2 separate regions of the Mus musculus genome follow, and region 1 is linked to region 2. Evidence: chromatin contacts called from public Hi-C data. All regions are on one chromosome and are shown on one strand. Each heading gives the region's core, a stretch centred on a gene start, on an enhancer-like site or on the middle of the called end of the contact. The rest is flanking DNA. Distances are from core to core; before and after follow the strand shown.

The links. A called contact is a pair of places that touch in the nucleus more often than the background predicts.
Region 1: a contact with region 2 is called in a Hi-C map of granulocyte-monocyte progenitors, with 9 times the contacts expected there. The contact joins two enhancer-like sites. A contact is called at or near these places in 3 of 15 datasets of contacts at CTCF or cohesin (large pre-B cells, pro-B cells and stem cell-derived epiblast-like cells), 64 of 484 Hi-C or Micro-C datasets (the 3T3-L1 cell line, 3T3-L1-derived adipocytes, the 63-12 cell line and 32 more), 5 of 115 datasets of contacts at active chromatin or transcription factors (DN3 thymocytes, the HPC-7 cell line, acute myeloid leukemia and 2 more) and 1 of 9 other capture datasets (embryonic stem cells).

Annotation. Positions count from the first base shown.
Region 1 is chr3:86,766,195-86,772,934 of GRCm38.p6, reverse strand. All of the region lies in intron 53 of Lrba (LPS-responsive beige-like anchor), which reads right to left. Among named protein-coding and RNA genes, the nearest start is that of Gm52625, 19 kb to the right of the region's middle. Within about 2 kb of position 4,229, at least 30 of the 459 cell types and tissues checked have an H3K27ac peak or open chromatin away from gene starts, as enhancers often do.
Region 2 is chr3:86,340,621-86,347,168 of GRCm38.p6, reverse strand. The region is part of intron 22 of Lrba (LPS-responsive beige-like anchor); the gene reads right to left. Among named protein-coding and RNA genes, the nearest start is that of Gm40083, 19 kb to the left of the region's middle. Within about 2 kb of position 3,633, at least 7 of the 459 cell types and tissues checked have an H3K27ac peak or open chromatin away from gene starts, as enhancers often do.

The sequences.
Region 1 (6,740 bases), core at 2,980-5,479, 430 kb before region 2:
CAAAGCTAAAGATGGTAAAACCTGCATTTTATACTTTTCTCATAAAAGTTGCTTCTCAAGTAGAGAGATGATTCTAAAATAGGGCCTTGGTTATAATAAACCCACAAAAACCATCACACAACTAGATTAAGGAAACAACTGAAAATTCTTGCCCATCCAATATCCTATGCATCTTGTGAGTTCCTATAGAGGCAGAACAGCCATCTTAGGCCATGCAGCTCTGCGCAGCGTCTACACTTTGACTCTCCACTACGGCTTTAGGGACTTACCCATAGTGCCCTCCCCTGAGCACAATGACAATTGGGGTAATTTGTTTCCAATTCTGATCTATGTCTAAGCCTGTATAATGTGAAATTCTGTTCCAAGTTATTACAATAAATGATTAAAACTAAAATAAGAACCCAGGCTTAGTTAACATTTCAGTGCATCTCCCCTAGTAAGACAATCTCGAGTGGGACGACTCTCTAGCGCACCTACTATTTTAGTGTTTTCTGATGTGCACTTCTTTCTCATAGAGTACCTCCCACATTTCAGCCAATCAGCAGAGGCATGATGAACCTTGTACTGATGGTCTTGGAGAGTTTGGGGGAAGGAGGGTGGAGAGAGGGAATGTATAGTAGAGAAGAAAACTTAACATCGTTTCTGTGTCACAAAGTAAAAAGTGGCCACAGCTCAGAGAAGTGACCCAATCACAGGCCCGAGTTGTGAATTTGTACCACACGGACATACAGGATTCTGTACTTAACCAGAGGGCTCTATTTAAAACTACCCACCCCTCCCTTTAGTTTGTAAAGACAAAGCCTTTGCAAACAGCTAACAAGCAGGATCCTGCCTGGCATTCTACTTGTCTGGTGTGAACTGGTTTCATGGCAGAGTTGAGGACTGATGTTGTATAATCTAAAAGGGGAAAATGTCCCCAGAAAGTAGCTCATTATCAGCAGCTTTGGAAAAGAATCATCTGCCACTGTAACTCAGGCACTCATTGTCCTTAGATCCACTGCTCACTCAGAGGAAAGACCCCTATTAGGTCAGGAAAAATCCATCAGAAACCACTGCACCTGTGGAGGCCAGTGCTGCTGTTAAACCACTGATCTAGCCTCTAAAGCAGGAGTTTTCAGGGAGTGGACCAATGAGCTCCTTCAATATTTGGGCAAAATACGTGCACATGACTGGAATAGGCTTTATTGAAGGCACAGAGATACATGGCCCCCAAAAAAGGCAAGAGAGAAGCCTCCACTCCTAAGAAAGGACTTTTCTATGCCTGCCCTGGGGCCAGCAGTAACTTAAGGTCTGTCATAACACATGACAGGCATGCCATGTGTATTTACACAATGCACAGCTATGTCACCATGGTGTCGCTTAAGGCTTTGGTGACTAGCAGAATCTCTGAGTGAGACTTTAGTCCGTAAGGACTTGTGTGCTACCTTGGGTGTACTCTGGCCCCAGCTGCCAGGCTAGTCTATATCCCTAGACAAGAAAGAGAGACCTCAGCTAATAGACTAATGGGCCAAGAACAAGTTGAACCAGGGACCTGGTTTCACCTAATTTCAAGTTTGAAACATATAGGAGGAACATACCTAACTTATTAGAAATGTCTGCTTGCTATTTGCCAAACTAAGAAGGAATCTGTGATAGACTACGTTTTCACTTTTAAGTCCAAAAATTTTGGTGAAAAAAAACCTTCAAAGAGGCAAATGATACAGACTCATCTAAACTATTTAATTTCATACTAAAAATTATGAGATTTAGAAATAAAAATTCTATGTTTAAAAGTTAATATGCCGGGAGGCAGAGGCAGGTGGATTTCTGAGTTCGAGGCCAGCCTGGTCTGCAAAGTGAGTTCCAGGACAGCCAGGGCTACACAGAGAAACCCTGCTTTGAAAAACCAAAGAAAAAAAAAAGTTAATATGCTAGCTACCCTTCATTCACGGTCCCCTTCATACCCACCTCTTGCCATATTTAAAATTCCACAAAAATAGCATTATAATGTTATTCTTGAAATTACTGTCTGAGTATATCTATTGGCAATGTTTTTTAAAATCAACCATTAAGATCAGGATGATTAAGCCGGGCAGTGGTGGCACATGCCTTTAATCCCAGCACTTAGGAGGCAGAGGCAGGCAGAGTTTTGAGCTCCAGGCCAGCCTGGTCTACAGAGTGAGTTCCAGGACAGCCAGGGCTACACAGAGAAACATACAGAACTATACAGAAAACTATACAGAAAAAAAGATCAGGATGATTTAAGGAATACATTTTCAATGCAATTGTTCCATTTTTGTATCCATAAGTTACAAATGATTTTAATGGTGGTGAGATTTGTGTCTTAGCTTGAATAGTCTTTCTTTGGTGGAAAGTGAAGGTCTGAAGAAAAGTAAATGAAGAATGAGAACAATTTATATATAAACCAAAATAAACAAAGGGCACATGGGTCCCAGAGGAAGCCAGGCCCGTGCTTTGTTTTGTTTTCTGAACTTTGGGGCATTTTCTCAGGAGTTTAGTGGCGGGTCGGGGGAGACTGATCTCAACTATTTTCTGTTTTTAATCGAAGAGATGGGCAGAATAATCTAGAACTGTGAAGTCAGAAGGTAGGAAACTTCAGAAAGGGGGTTAAGTTATAAACGGTCTCCTTCACAAACACAACTTACTAGTTCTGCCTACAAAATGCTAGCTTTCATGAACGCAAAATATACCAAATCACTTTTCATTACACAAATCAGCAGATGCATGTACAAAGCAACTTCAGGATGGAAAGGGGTCTTTTTTTCCTGGGGTCTGATTCTAAATAAAGGACTGTTTAGTGCTGGGCTTTGTTGGCCAAGTGTTTCCTAGTCCAGGAAACAGGTTAGACAGTTCAGGAAACACAAGGGGGTGGTGGGGAGGGCTGAGAAGGGGAGCTCAAGTAACACAACAAATTAGAAGCGCAAGGGCAGAGCCATGCCAGTTGCTTCTCAGGGAGCTGGATTTATGGTAAGAAATGACAACAAAACAAAAGCCCACCTGTGCTCAACTTGCATTATGTATAGAAACAAACACTTAAGGCTGCAGATGCCAAATCTATAACATGTAAGAAGAAAAGTCATTTCCGGCTCATTTGTCTGAAGTACAGATAGAACACTCACACTTTCTTATCAAAAAGTATGTTCAAAATAAAAATCAGTTGGATTTGTATAAATCCCAATAAACAAAGGGCCTTAAATATTAAAATTTCACTATTAGTTGTATAATTCTATAATATAGGATTTAAGCCAAACAGATACACACTGCTTGGCTTTAGCAGACATTCTGGGAATCACTTGGAATGAAATCAAAGGCAGAGGGGATTGTCGGAGGCAGAACACTGGCCTCTATGGAGCTGTGACACCTATCATTCCTCTGTAGTAACATGGGATTCATCATCTCCTGGGTTGTACAGGTGCCAGGTGACATCATCATACAAAGAAGAAAGCAAGACCCCTTGTGCCTCGGCGTGAAAAGGCAAGAGCAAATGGCAGTGGCTAAAGCTCCAGTCAGCTCCAGAGCTGCCCCTCCTGCCCACTTGTCAGCTCACACCAGGATGACTTGGGGGTGGGGGCGCATCAGTACAAATAAGATGATCCTACACGTGCATTCCCTTCAGATCCTGCAGGCACCACCAGCCTCACTTAAAGAGCAGGGAAAGTCTTCTGGAAAGTACCATGTTATCCTTTGGATGAAAACCTCCGACTGTTAATGGATGCTGACAGTCTGTACCTTTGCTCTCTCAGAGAGTAGGAGCTAGGATCTACCAAAGCCCAGACCATAAAGCACAACAGATTCCCTTAAACCCTTTAAAGTCTTACTGCGTGAAAATCGTCATGGCTTTCAGTAACGCTGGGAGAAAAATTTATCTTGTTGGTAGTTTAAGAAGCTACACTTCAAACTTCTTAAAGAAAAATGAAAGGAGAAAAAGGACAGATGTCTAGGACTACTTTGAAAAGCTGGAGCAAGTACTTCAAAGGAAAGGGGTCTTTGTTTGAGAGCAGTTTTATGTCTACTGATGCAGATCCTACCGAAAGCTGAAAGGGAGACTCAGTACATCTTTCGGGATGGCCTTAGGAGAAGATGAACAAGTCAAATGAGATTAAAGACAGCCCAAAGCCTGCCACAGCTTCCAGGCATGCCAGCGTTTACAGACGTGCCTTTCTCAGTATGTAACGGGACACTGGAGGAAGCCTGTGCCCTCTAACAACCCAACTCGGTTTAACAGTGAGGCGCTCCGTAACCTGAGCCAATGTGCAAGGCAGAACAGTTAGCCTGACACTGCTGGGAGAGTGGTATATGTCTGTAGTAGTAAATGTGTTTCTTTCCCCCTTTATAACATAAATATCTTTATCAAATGGAGTCTGAACCTCTTAAAATTTCATATCTAAAAGAGAAAAAGTAATTCCTCTACTATCTTATTCATAAGTAGGAGATGAGAGAGATAATTTCCAAGATTTACCTCCGTTAAGGCACAGGAGATAAATAATCCATGTAGAAATACACTTTTCAGTTATTTTTAAAAAGTGTAATATGTTCCTGCTATCAGCAGCATCACCAACCCAGGCTGTGAAAGTGAAGCCATTTCAGAGTGACTGAGCAGCCCTTTGCAACACGTGTGCCACCTCAGCAGGCACACACCATGCTTCTCTCTAACAGCATCTAGCTGTTAGAGGATGCTGGCTCTGCACCTTCCTGTGCTTAGTCTCAGAAATGCAAAAGCACTTCTTCCCACAAATTGCTTAATGGATGGCTCTGTGATTGTAATCAGCACACCCCGCTGCCCACTCTCTTCTTCCTTCACTCTGGCATTGACTTAGTAGTTGTTACTGTGCACACTGGACAATAAAGACAGGAATTCAATATGGCCTTTTGTTTGAAATGACTTGGTTTACAGTGGTCACTGGAATCCGAGGGTGCAACTCAACACCCCCAGCACCACCACAAAAAAAAAAATCAGAAATTTAAATGATTACCAAATCAAGTTCTATCTTATCATAATCCTGCAAATTGTACTTGAGCACTTGACTTTAAAGGTTAAAACACAACTGAGACGCAAGCACTTAATTACAAGTGCTTTGGGTTAATTAATGACTCTTTGAGTAAACACCAGTGATACAACTTCACACTAGTAAACTCTTGTCTGTCTAAAGAAAACTAAAATAGAACATTGAACTTCATTCTGTTAAAACAAAACAAAACAACACAACATCAGAAGCTACTTTGGATCCATGTACGTTTAAAAACCAGAAAGCATAATGCGATTTTAAGTCTTAAGTATTTAAACACCAAAGAGAGGAAACCTATAGAGGACATGCGGTTACTTCCTGAAGAGAGATACCTGTACTTTATACACAGAGTTTGTTTATTAATTGCTGCTGATTAATACAAAACACTCATGTGCAAACCAAATACTAGGCTTTCTCATGTGGCTTACCACAATGGTAAATCAAGAAAGGAAATGGCTTTTGCTGATAAATGTTTCCTTTTCCCTCTGATAAATGTTTCTTAAACCTTTCCATTAACTTCCGAAGTTTTCAGTGGAAGTTCTACCACCTTTTAATTATGCAAAACTACACTATTTGAGATTTGTTCTAGTCGTTCCACCTTTATCCCCATCTTCCCCTCCTCTGCATCCACCACAGCCTCAGTGAAAATCCATCTGTAGGGTTAAACATGCAGACTATAGTCACCATGCCAGATGCACTAAGGCTGCCACATGCTTCAGAAAATGTTGATGGCTTCTTTTGTAAATACCACTAGAATTACTAACATCAGGCAAGACAAGGTTGGTATGAAAGTCAGTCAAAGCTCGTGGTTCATGTAATTTCCCTCCTCTACTACATGCATGTTTTAACACTGGACTTCCCTTCTAAGACTACACTAGATAGTGAATTTGGGTGAGTAATTCTGTGTTAACACTATTATAGGGATGGGGATGTAGTCAGTGGTAGAGTGTACCCTCAGCATGAACAGGCTCTGGGCTCAGTCCTCAGCATGCAGTCAGCTCACACATACATAAGGGAAGGAAACCAAAACCCCAGCAGGTTCTATCATGACACGCACTGTCATAAGAAATCAGTGTAACAAAATTATCTTTTCATATCTTTTTGTAAATACTGAGTATTTTGTGATAGGATTGTATCAAATTCTGTATTGTTGATAATCCAATTAAATCTAGTAAAAACTGGAATACAGTTTAGTGGCTAAGAAAGAGGCCTCTAGGGCTGGAGCTGGAGCTCAGAGGCAAGGCATAGGCTTAGCATGTGTGAGGGCTGGGCTCCATCCCTTGCACCACAAATGAAAGATTATGGCCCAGAGTATCTAAGTTTGAATCCAGACTACAGCATCTGCCTACTAGGTGATCTCTTGATAAGAGACTCAGGAGCTTTAGGGCCAAAGCAGAAGGAAAAATGATACTTTAATAAGTTCTCCATGTGTTAATCTATAAAGACAAGAGATAATGAGAGCAATTTCCACGCAGGGGTATCATTAGAATTATGTCACTATGCATAGTCCCTGTAAGTCCTGAGCACTTATGAGCGATCACCCAGGAGCAGCAGGGCTGGGTGGGCGGGAGGAGAGGGAGAAAGTGCTTTTTTCAACTTTTGTTATAAAATCTCTTTTCTTTTTTCTTTTCTTTTTCTTTTTTTGGTTTTTCGAGACAGGGTTTCTCTGTATAGCCCTGGCTGTCCTGGAACTCACTTTGTAGACCAGGCTGGCCTCGAACTCAGAAATCCGCC
Region 2 (6,548 bases), core at 2,384-4,883:
CAGCAACATTTTTCTTTGCCATTACTTACAACTTATTTGGCACTCAGATTTACTAACTAGGAGATAAAAGAGAAATTAATAAAGATATTAATATTACCTTATTATTTCATATATTAAGAATGCTTAATGCATAAAAATTTAGACTTCTAAAAATTAGCAGACATGTTTAGCAACTGGCTTTGCTTTAAATAAATGTATCTTTTCACTGTGTTATATCATACAATACTTGCTGAATATGACATCATAGTTTCTAATTTATATGTTAACAAAGTTTTCTATAACAGATAAATAAGACACATTTGCAATGTAACTGCATATGAGATATCATTATCAATGTACATCAGTAAAGATTACTACCACAGACAAGATCTTAGAAAATAATAGAACAATCACACATGGCAGCAGATATAACAATAAACTCAAATTGTAAATACTTACTGACTAATCTTATACAAAGCGTTTATTCAAGTCTATATTCGAAACTAGCTTCTCTACTAGTAGAGTTTTTCTTTTAAGACAACAAACATAAGGTATATGCTATCTCGGGGAAACTACTAAAGCAAATGTATTATGAAAATAACACTACAGGCCTAATAGCCTGTAAATTATGAAATTATGAAAATAGCACTGCAGGTCTAATTCTAATGGGAACTATCCCATTAGAATACCAAGTAATACACACCATAAGCACTGTGTATTCATTCATTCATACAATGAACCAAAAGTGATTTTGGAATAGATAAAGTCACATGGCTCAAATATAAAAAGAATACAATATAAAAATGTCTTTTTACCACTCTCAACTTCAAATGTAAAAATCCTACAAAAGTCAAGCAATTAACCAACTATTAATTTTTCATGTATCATTCAAAAGCATTGTTTTTCACATACACAAAGTTATAAATTCTTAGTCTGCTTCTTTTTTTATTCAAATGTAGCAAATATAACCAACATTTTTTTATAATTTTCACCTAATTATTCTTGGTGAATTAGCTCAAAATACTGAAGTCTTCTTATAGTAAGTTGGTCCAAAATAATTTTATAAAATCTAAAGTAATTTTTATAGATTTTCTGTGGGATGTTTGTTCATATGCCTTGGACACAGATTTATTGTCTTTTCCTATCAATTTCTAGTTAGGAATACTACCTTTAGTTTTGGGCCTTTTACCTTTGGTATATTAGAACTGTGTTTGATTTTTATTTTTACAAAGATTGCTTGTAGTTGACAGAGTTCAGTGTGCTCCATCAAAAAGCACAGTACTTTAAGCATCTTATGTATTTTGAACTGAGAAACTGAGAAATGGCAGCATAGGAAGGACCTCTGAACTTACCCTCCCGCGTCTTAAGAAACAAGTCATGAAACTAAGCCATGCACCCAGGAAGCACCCTCCCTGTAGGGAGGTATATAAATTCCTGACAGTTGCTACTTACAGCTCATGCCTCTTCAGCTTATCTTTCCACAATGTTTCCCTCTTTGTCTAACGTAACATCAAATTTAATGGTTTTATTGATCATTCACATCCTTATGAAAGGTTTAAATTTATTTAAGATGAATTGTCACATATTTGCCAAGCTTACCTTTTGTCATTTGTCTAATTGCCAAAAAGACAAAATGGGTGGTAAGGAAATGTTTTTCTCACAAATCTGCTGTCCTTACTTTGAAGATCACCATAAATATTAGTAATGACTCATAATAAATTCAAAATAAACTTTCTCCTTCCATAAAGGTTTTAAACAACATTTCCTTATTTATGTGGCATGAGTATGTAATTTAAAGAGAAACACTAATATCATTAGTATCTGTCTAAACAGGCTAATACTTGGGGACATTCTAGAATTTATGTAAGACAAAAGGTAAACTTGGTGCACAAATTCCCATATAGTACAAAAATCCTTAAGTGGCAATTGTTCACTAGTCAATAATATCCTTTAGAATACACTAAATTAAGCTCATTTTCATAAGTGATTCTGTATTAAATTCTTAACCAAAAGCTAACATACTGATGGTTCATGCACAATATTGTATTACTGACAAACATTTGCTCTTACAATCACTTAAGAGGATTCTATTATCTTCATTATACACAAATACACACACACACACACACACACACACACACACATATAAAGTTAAGGCAAATCATGACAAAGTAATGCAGTAGCCAGATTGTGATAACACAAATCCATAATTCCAGCACTACTGAAACAGAAAGATGTGAATCTGAAGTTCAAAGTGTAAACCCCTCAAATCAAGCACAAGAGGGCCAGGAGCCTCCTCTGAGGACCTACAACCACCAGGTTCCAACTACAGAACACTAACTTCCCTACGTGGACCCAACCCCATCATGCAGAATAAAAAGCTCAACTCTGGATTTGAAAACCCACCAAGCCCTACCCTAGAAGTCTCCACCCTGGAAAGCTCTACCCTCTAAGGAACTAACTAACTATCTATCTATCTATCTATCTATCTATCTATCTATCTATCTATCTATCCTGTCTTCTGCTCAGTTCTCTGCTGCTTCTCACCCAAGTAATGACAGCTACCCTCCTGGGTTTTTCCCTTCCAATGAATCTCTTGTATAAAGTTTGTTGTGTGGGGTAACTTTGTGGTATTCCTTGGCTCCTAACTGCCAGAATACCTTTCCCATCCAAGTTGTAACACACAAAGTCTATCTTATCATTTCAGGGGTTGTATGGAAACCTACTACAGTAGAAGCTTCTTAAAATACATACATATATAAAAGAAATCCAAGTGGAAACACCAAACTTGGTAGGGGAGGTAGACAAATCCCAATTAGGCTTCTCTTGTCACAAAATAAAATCTCCAGTGCCAGGAATGAGTTATACCTAAGTTACTGGCCAGAGAGATCCCCATGGAAACACCCAAACAACTCAGGCTATTGACAAGGCTACTGGTTGTTCTTCACAAACTGATAATAAAGCCCTATTGCTGAAGACAATACCTACATGACTTATTGAGTATAGAGAAGCCAGAAGGTTGCCTACCGAGAGCCTTCACCCCAATGACTAACGTTCATGGTACTGGCAGGTACTCTGCATGCTACCAGAAGAAAAGTATCCAGCAACCCAGGTATAAATCCAGTGATCTACAGTGCTTACTTGCCTGTCACCACTGTAGATGCTGAAATAGGCTGGTGTAATAATGGCACAAAAGCTGCAGGAATAACAAACCATATCTGATTGGATTTAAGGCCCATTCCAGAAGACTGAATCTATGCCTGACACTGCTCAGGGGGCCACAAAGCTGAAGAAAACCAAACACTATTGTTCTGCTAAAGGAAGGTAATAGTAAATTGATTCCTAACTTGCTATACCCATAAATCAGGCCTCATTCAACCATCATCTGAGAAACTTCCTCCTACAGTTGGATGGTAACCAATACACAGACCCACAACTGGACAACGCACTGAAAGTGAGAGACATTGAAACATTCAGTCGTAATGGGCTGTCTTTATCAAACCCTTCCTCTTAGTACTCAGGGAATGAGGAAAAGAGGAAGTGTAAGATTGTAAAGCCAGGAAGGAAGAAGGATAGTAAGGAAACAAGGCCATGTAAACACAGCAGTACTGACACATATATAAGCTCACAAAGACACTGGCAGCGAGCACAAAGCCTGCAGGGCTCTATGCCAGGCAGGTTCCCCACGCTGAGAAGGCAAGTGGACACAGCCCCCAGCCCATCCCCGGCCCAGAAGCTTTCACCAACTGACAGCTACTTGCAAAGACTTAATGAGTGTGCAATCCGCGCTGGCCATGCCCAGGAGCAGATGGCCAGTTTTGAATTTGTTTTGTCTCATAAAGCTTTGTTTGGCCAGTATTTAACCTTACAGGTCTTTTGTTTATATACCATAGTTTCTGATTATGTGATTTCTATGGTGTGTGTGTGTGTGAACATGCGTGTGCACATGTGTGTGTGTGTGTGTGTGTGCCTGTGTACATTTCTCATGCTTTTTCTTTGTTGTTTTGTTTTGTTTGATTTCTTTAGTCTAGTTTGTTTATTTGCCTGTTTATTTTCTAAAGAGAGAAAAGGGTGTGCAGTTGGACATGTGGGGAAGTGGGGAGAATCTGGAAGGAAATGAGGGAGGAGAAACCGTGATCATAATACAATGTACAAGAAAAAATTATTTTCAATGAAAAAAAAAAAAGAAAAGGAGAAAAAAAAGTCTGCCTAAGCTGTCCAACTCTATAACTCTATAAAAAAGTCTATAACAAAATAATAAAATAAGAGCTAGGGCTATGGCTCTGAAAGCGTGAGTTTTCCACACTCACAAACCTGCTTCACCCAAGCGCTGCAGAAGCAGCAGCCCAGAAAAGCTGATAATCTTTACTACTATAATCAAAAATAATAATCATCAATTTTATTTTCCCTTTTATAAAAATATTATTCTTTTTTCATATAATATATCCTGATTATAGTTTCCCTTCCCTGAACTCCTCCCAGTTCCTCCCCTACCATCCAGACCTGTCTCTCATCAGAAAAGAACGGGCTTCTAAGAGAGAACAACAAAACATAACAAAACAAAATATAAAAGACAACAACTATCACATCGAAGTTGGAGAAGGCAAACCAACAGAAGGAAAGAGCCAAAAGACTCTTGGCCAGATCACCCTGAACGTGCCTGATCTCCTGTGAGCAATTTTATTTTCTTGAAAAAATCTAAATATGTGTTTAAATGAAAATCTGGAATATAAATTACTAAAAATTTTAGTGAGCACTTTAGTGTAACTAATAAAACATTCTAAAATACAGAAACTCTTTCTAGAAATTCTACAGAAATGTATCCCATGAAAAGATAAATATAAAGAATGTGCAAACACTCAATAAGGGCATCACTGCTTAGCAATTGCACATATGGATCAGTGGGCCTGCAGGGCTTACCATAATACTAATATTAAGCCATATGAGAACATTTGGACATTGAGTGGCTTGGTGGTTTTGTGTGCATACATTTGGAGTACATTCTAATTTTCTTGTTATTTTTAAGTTTTAAAAGAAATAAGAAAAGGTATTTTTTATTTTAATGATAAGACTACTTCAGCAATTAAGCATAAAATGCAAATAATCTGTAAACATAAAAATTGTAACACTTGACATTTCTTTTATGTTTTAGATTACATTTTATTTATGTATGAGCACATGTGTGTTCATGCTCCACAGCACATGTGGAGGTCATTTCTCTGCTTCTACCTATGAGTCCATGGAGCAAACACAGGTTATCAGGTTAGGCAATACACAACTTTACCCACTAAGCCATCTCACTGGCTCTTGAAATTTCCTAATGGAGGGCTTTTACTCTTATTATTCTATAGTTTTGTCTATAAAATGACTAAAATGAACAATTAAACAGCTCCTCAGATTATTAACAGTAGGTAACATACTCTAATCATCTAAGATCTTTAAGTATTTTACTCAAAGTCATCCAGTTGAGCACAATCTAATTCACATTACATTTCTAATTCAAGCATAATTAATTTTTACTTGCTCATTATTTTTGTCTTTTGTCAACATAGAACATACAGTCTAAAGACTGAAGCTCAGTGTCTATATTTTAAAAAGAGGTTTTGGGTCATTCTCACAATTAACAATATGGAATAATTTAATTTAAATGATAATTAAAGAGTAAAAACATTTCAGCATACCAAATGAAAACATTATTATTGAATTGCATTAGATTTCACCCTTTTCTAAAAAGGAGAAAACGTTTAAAAGATGAAAACATAGACTACAATGAAATTACACAGGTTGCTGGGCACATGTCTGAAACCCTTAGCCCCAGTAAGCAGCCCAGTGCAGTTGCTAGAAGCCTATTACTGCTTATAAAACCTAGTTCCGCTGTTGGTGGAACAGCGCACAATGACAAACAGCTTCCCTGCTACAAAGGTGGCAGGAAATCTATCAAACTGAACAATAAAATTGCAATTGAGTTTCTTTGGCTTTTTATAGCAGCTGCATATATCCTGATGTAACTGCAAAAGCAAAAGCCATCCAATTCTGCAACTTAGTTCTTTACACACTGGTTCTTCATCAAGAACTACAATATAAAGTTGTGATACTGAGACCCAAAAATAACTGCAGAAAGCAAAAGGCAAGCTTCAATGATATATTATAATTATAATACCACATGCAAAAAGTATTTAAGATGCTTTTAAACAGATACTTTTACAGAGAGAAAAACGACTATAAGAACCTCAACAGAATCCTTAGTGTGATAGGAGTCACTCACCTCCTTAGCTAAGTAACTCACAGCTGACCCAAATTCTATTAGATGTTCATATGGAGAGCTCAGGAGCACAACTTGTCCCTTTAAAAAGACTGCTGGCATTTCAAAGTAAAAAAGAATGACTGTAGAAATATTTAAATAAATTGTTTTGTATAAATTTTATGGAAAAAATACCATTTTTCATAGAGAAAATGAAAATATATGTGTTGAAAACTAAAATGAAAAGTTGAAATTACAGGTTTGATGCCCCAGCGTAGGGGGAAGCTGGAACTGTGGGGTAGAAGAGGATGGGGGGGGGGAGGTGAGC